Linked DNA regions of Mus musculus: region 1 is linked to region 2. Evidence: chromatin contacts called from public targeted proximity ligation data. All regions are on one chromosome and are shown on one strand. The core of a region is the stretch at or near the end of the contact, and the rest is flanking DNA. Distances in the headings are between cores, read along the strand shown. Region 1 overlaps Gm33036 (a long non-coding RNA gene). Region 2 overlaps Myof (myoferlin).

Region 1 (2,700 bases), core at 8-2,507, 330 kb before region 2:
CAGCCACTTACCTCGACCCCTTGCTTGCTCATTATCTGAGAGAGGAAGCAAAACCAGGAGCCACTGTTAGTCATGTTTTTCTGTTGCCCAAAGCTGAAAACGTTTCTTACTCTTGCCTAGTATAAGAGATATAATATTTACTTCAAAGTGTTGTAAAGATAAATGTAGGTAATGTCATTAGTAATTGTTTGGCATTTAGGGTACCCTAGCTACTGTTCTGAGCACTTTACATATGTGGATTATCTAAACTCTCTCAAAAATGCTTGTGAAGCCGGGCGTGGTGGCGCACGCCTTTAATCCCAGCACTCTGGAGGTAGAGGCAGGTGGATCTCTGAGTTCGAGGCCAGCCTGGTCTACAAAGTGAGTTCCAGGACAGCCAGGGCTACACAGAGAAATCCTGTCTCGAAAAACAACAACAACAAAAAAAGACATGATGGCCCTCTCCACCTTAAAGACAAAGAAATGAAGCCACTTACTCAAAATTAACAACTTATGAATGACAAGATTTTGTGTACTGTCGTCTGACTCCAGTCTGTCTACTTACTTACAAAGCACTTAGCCCAGAAGTACGAAGTTGGCACCCTGAAGCTGCTGGCAATACTAACGATGGTGATTAAGGAACATTTCCCTCTGGGGTGACTTGAAAGCCGAGCACCTGTGGTTGGGAAATGTACTGTGCACATGAAGGCAAAAACACTTGGACAACAAGATAAGCAATCCTGCGACAGGAGTCTTAAAACTAACAAGGCAGAGTTTGGGGTCAACTCCAATGGCATTCCAGGAGCCATCCATGATTCCCTTCCTTAGCTCTGTCCTCATCCGTAGGCCTCCATTCCCTGAGGACTATGTTCTTACCCGCCCCACCCCCACCCCCCGCTGTGATCCGCACCCACTCCCAGCCCTCCACCATCGGGATCACAGCTTTTCTTTATTTTGGGCTAAAACATCTTATACTTTTGTTCTTGTTGTTTTTATTTTGTTTGTTTGTTTGTTTGTTTTTTCGAGACAGGGTTTCTCTGTGTATCAATGGCTGTCCTGGAACTCACTTTGTAGACTAAGCTGGCCTCGAACTCAGAAATCCCCCTGCCTCTGCCTCCTGAGTGCTGGGATTAAAGGCGTGTGCCACCATGCCCGGCAACATATTATACTTTTAACTACCAATTGTGGCCACTAGGTGTCAGCATCTATCACAAAATGAGCCATTGCTCACACCAGCCTTCTTCAAATTTAAGCTCAAGACTGCAGTTATGTAAAAGCAAATCTGTTTTCTGGTCTATGGATGCTTAGTCTTTTTCTTGTTTTCTTGTTGTTTCCAGGCAGCAGACAGAAAAGGAAAGCAAAAGCTATTTCTTTTGATCTGCTAACCCAAGAGAGCCAGCTGCCACTACTGCGCTCTGGTGGGGACTGCAAGGAGTTATGAAAACTTTAAAGAGTGAAAAAGGGCCTGTCCCTCATGGATTCTGTTGGCATGCAGAAGCTTTAGTTGGCTACCATGAAGTAAGGCATCCTATGTGATTGGCTGGGGCACACATTTGATTTCCTCTATCAGTACAGAACTGAAAGCAGGTAGCTGAGAGGATTGGGGAGTGTCAGTCACTATCAAGGGCTGAGCAAGCCGGGCAGCAGATAGAGGAGCTCTGATAGAAGCTCACTTGTGGAATTAGTAACTAATCCATCAGGGGTTGTAGGATAGGCTGACTTCGAAAGCTATTTGCTGTAGATGGGGTTGGTTCCCTGAGCAGGGGTTAGGTTAAAGTTCTATTTTGATATATACTTTGTCGTATGTTTCCATCTCCCTGTGGTAAGCAGTAATCTTAGCTTTACATTTTTTTTATCATGTTTACAATGTATAAAGTGCATTTGTGTTTATCTCATGATTAGTGAGTGATACGAGACTTTGTCTCTTTACTGTAAAGCCAAGGAGTAGACTCAGAAATGTTCATTAATCCAAGCACCGTGGCGATGAAAGAACTTTAGGGGTGTGTGTGTGTGTGTGTGTGTAGGTGTGTGTGTGTGCCTGCTTGTGTATGGGGGTGGGGGGGAAGGTGCCTGCTTTAGGACTTCAAGTTCAGAGACACAGGTTCAAAAAGCACTAAATTGCTTTACAGAAGAAAGTAGAGGGTGTGGAAGCTAATAAAGATAAACAGTGCTAGTTTACCTTTGTAGTAAATGCCTATTGAATACCGGAGAGAGGGCGAGGCTACATGATAGGTAAGGTGAGGGACAAGAAGCCAGGTATGACTGGAAGTGGTGGTGTAAATCTTTAATCCCAGCACTTGGGAGACAGAAGCAGGCAGATCTCTGAGTCTGACACCAGCCTGGTCTACAGAGTGAGTTCCAGGACAGCTGGGGCTACACGAAGAAACCCTGTCCTGAAAAAAACAAACAGAAAGAAAGGAAGGAAGGAAGGAAAGAAGGAAGGATGGAAGAAAAAGCCAGTGTGGGACTTATGTATCCACTTCCAGCGTTGAACAGGTTGATACCAGAGGACCGTTACACTGTCCAGGCCAGCCTGAACTATATAGTAAACTCCAGGCCAGTCATAAGATTCCCATCTCAAATAAAAACAACAAAAAGAAGAGAATCCAGGCATGATGGCACATTCCTCAAATTCTGTTGCTTAGGTTGCTGAGTCACAAGAGGATCACAAGTTCAAGGCCAATCTGGGCTACATACAGCGTTCTAGATTAGCCTGGGCTG
Region 2 (2,700 bases), core at 116-2,615:
GAATAGAATAAATATTTGCCTGTGGCTACTGATAAGAAAATATTTTTCTTCTTTTTCTTTCTTTTTTTTTTTTGGACTGATGTGTTTATGTTTGAGAGTAGGATTTTGGTAAAATACAATGTATTTACCTTTTGATACAAATCAGAACCTCCGCCTTGGAAGAGATCAGCTGAGTTTCTCCAGAAGGGGAGGAGCTGGCGCTCATTCTTTCCTTTTTCCTGGTTTGCTGGGAAGTTAGGAGAGGGCCTGGGTTACATATAAGGTCTTTGAATCAGACTATGCCTGGCTAGAGGGCGTCTTCCTAGCTCTGTGATCTTGGATAGAGTTCATGAAAGGACACAATAAAAGCCCAGCGATGCCTGGCTCTCACGGAGCCTGTCTCCCACCCCAAGGTGACGCCTTCAGCATGTGTGTCATGTGAGCAGCCTGGAATCTACTGAAGTTCCAGGTGAATGCCTCCACCTGGGCTGTGGTCAGCCACCGGCCTTCTGTTCTGCTTCACAGGCATCCTTTGTTCTCAGCATCTGCCCTGGTCACGTGCTCAGCAGCATACGTTCGATGTTTTGGGGTAGCTTGGTTTTCCTTGGCAGATTACTAACTTCTGAAAAGTCTTTCAGGCTGGCTTCTAACACCTTAGTTCCTTCATTGGCTTGTACCAGCCAGATGAAGGTTAGCGTGGAATCCAAGGCTTTGCATCATGTCTAGCCATAGCCGTCCCACACAGTTTTTACCTCCTTTCTTGGCCCTTTGCCTCCAGGCAACTGTGCTGTGACTGATGCCCACCCCCTAGCTGGCCTTGCCACTTCTTCAAGAGAGCAGTCCTTCAATTCCACCTTGTCAATCAACCTTGACTTTGCCTCTTCTTCCTCTGTGAGGTCTTTTCCAGTACCCAAACTTGACATCACCTTTCTTCCCCTCCCCCCGAATTTGCATGTTCTGTATTCCTCCAATGGCAACTAAAATCACCCTTTTCTAGTTAAGTACCTCTTGACACACCCTCACTAGACCACTTGAGGACCAAGAGCTCTTACAGGCAAGTGATCATGTATCTCTCTCAGTGTTCAGCTCTCTCACGTGTCATGCCTGGCACGTGGTAGTTTTAAAAATATTTGTTATGTGGAGGATTGAAGGCATTCATAAAGTTTGTGAAAGATCTCCCTTAGAAGACCATGGCTATGAGGTGGCTTAGCCTGAGCCGGCCGGTTACTTCTCCCATTATTTCTCTTCCCCTAGGAGGGAAGCTTACAAAAGAAAGCCAGCTGGATCATGTGATGCCCACTCCAGTGGAAAAGTTAATGCTTAGCAGAGTGAGGGTCATGACTCACAGTGTTGCTATGCTGAGGTCTTGGAAGAATGAGGTAGTTAGTCGTCCGTCTCTCCTCCCCCCCCCCCCCCCCCCCCGTCCTCCCCCAAGCAGACTGTGTTCTGGGAGAAGAAGAGATGTGGCAAGCAGTTGAACAAAACCCACCACCTCCCACATTCCTCAGCAGCAGAGCAGTGGTCAGGCATGGCTCAAAGTGTGGCTGCCAATGTGCCCCTGCCTGCACTGTCACCGGAGCCCCTCCACTCATTGACTGGGTGATTTTGACTACGTCGTTTAACCCCATTCACCTTGGCTGTAAAGGGGAGGTGACAATAGTAATAATAAAAATTACACTGCTGACGAGGGATGAGGTGGTGCTTTCAATGCATACAGTCGTCAGAGGCAAGCTCTTATTTTGGTATCCATTGGAGGATAGGGACAGGGACCTGAAGGAAAGCCATGGGCACTGGCTGCACTCATCTATCTTCTCCTCTAGGTAGATGGACTGTCCAGGCTCAGACACAGAGAAAAAAGACCTTAGGTCTCACAAGATGGTCCAGGAGTGCAGGGAACCCCCACGTTCTCCACTGGTGCTAGCAGAACTCCTCTCTGGATGAGGGTGTGGATGAGGCTTTGAGAGGGAGCCCAGCTTAGCTGCTAAGCTGTGGTGTTGTCTTACCAACTTTGGAGCAAAGAGGGCTTCAGAGTCGAAATCTCAGGTTTCCATCAGGCCACGTGTGAGCGATTTGCCCATGTTGTACCCTCAGTGTACACATCTGTAAAATGGCTACCCCAGACTCTCAAAGGTCAGTCCCCTTGAATTCTTTCAGCAGCAAGATAGAGATGCCAGTTGGAAGCCTGTGGGAGAGAGAGGGGAACTGAACAGCACGACCATGATGGTGGATTCTTATCCCTTGTAGATCTCGAGGTGGAGGAAATGTTTTGAGAACCCAAATGGTATTCCCTTTGTAAACCTGACTCAGGTGTCCCCCGCAGCTGGCAGACAAAGGGGTAAATGAGTGGCATAGGAGGCTCTGAGAAACGGCTTTTAGGGGAATCAAATGGATGGTACAAGATCTTTAGTGACTTCTAGTTGATTGAATCTCTTGCTTTTCTTTTTTTATTTGCAGATGAGAAAAAGAAAACAAAGAAAGTTGATAATGAACTCAACCCTGTCTGGAATGAGGTGATTTTATCGATACTGTTTCTTCTTACAATTATAGACGAGCATGCACTCATATCATTCAACTCAAAAGTATTTTCATGGCTGTGTAATATTCTACTGAAGGGAAATCATGTAGCTTCTTTACACTGACCCCTCCCCCCATAAACACACACACACACACCACACCCACACCCACACCACACCCACACACACACCCACACCACACCCACAC

Evidence for each region.
Region 1: a targeted proximity ligation map of extraembryonic endoderm stem cells shows a contact between it and region 2, with 2.2 times the contacts expected there. A contact is called at or near these places in 2 of 39 promoter capture datasets (hippocampal neurons and liver), 4 of 130 datasets of targeted methods (embryonic stem cells, extraembryonic endoderm stem cells and pancreatic cancer cells) and 1 of 9 other capture datasets (embryonic stem cells).

What each region holds. Positions count from the first base shown.
Region 1 is chr19:38,351,413-38,354,112 of GRCm38.p6, reverse strand. It overlaps Gm33036 (a long non-coding RNA gene), which reads left to right. Exons shown (of 4, transcript XR_003952856.1): 4 at 1,317-1,874. Among named protein-coding and RNA genes, the nearest start is that of Gm32960, 4.1 kb to the right of the region's middle.
Region 2 is chr19:38,024,131-38,026,830 of GRCm38.p6, reverse strand. Myof (myoferlin) reads left to right here. Exons shown (of 54, transcript NM_001302140.1): 2 at 2,434-2,489. Among named protein-coding and RNA genes, the nearest start is that of Gm52396, 9.8 kb to the right of the region's middle.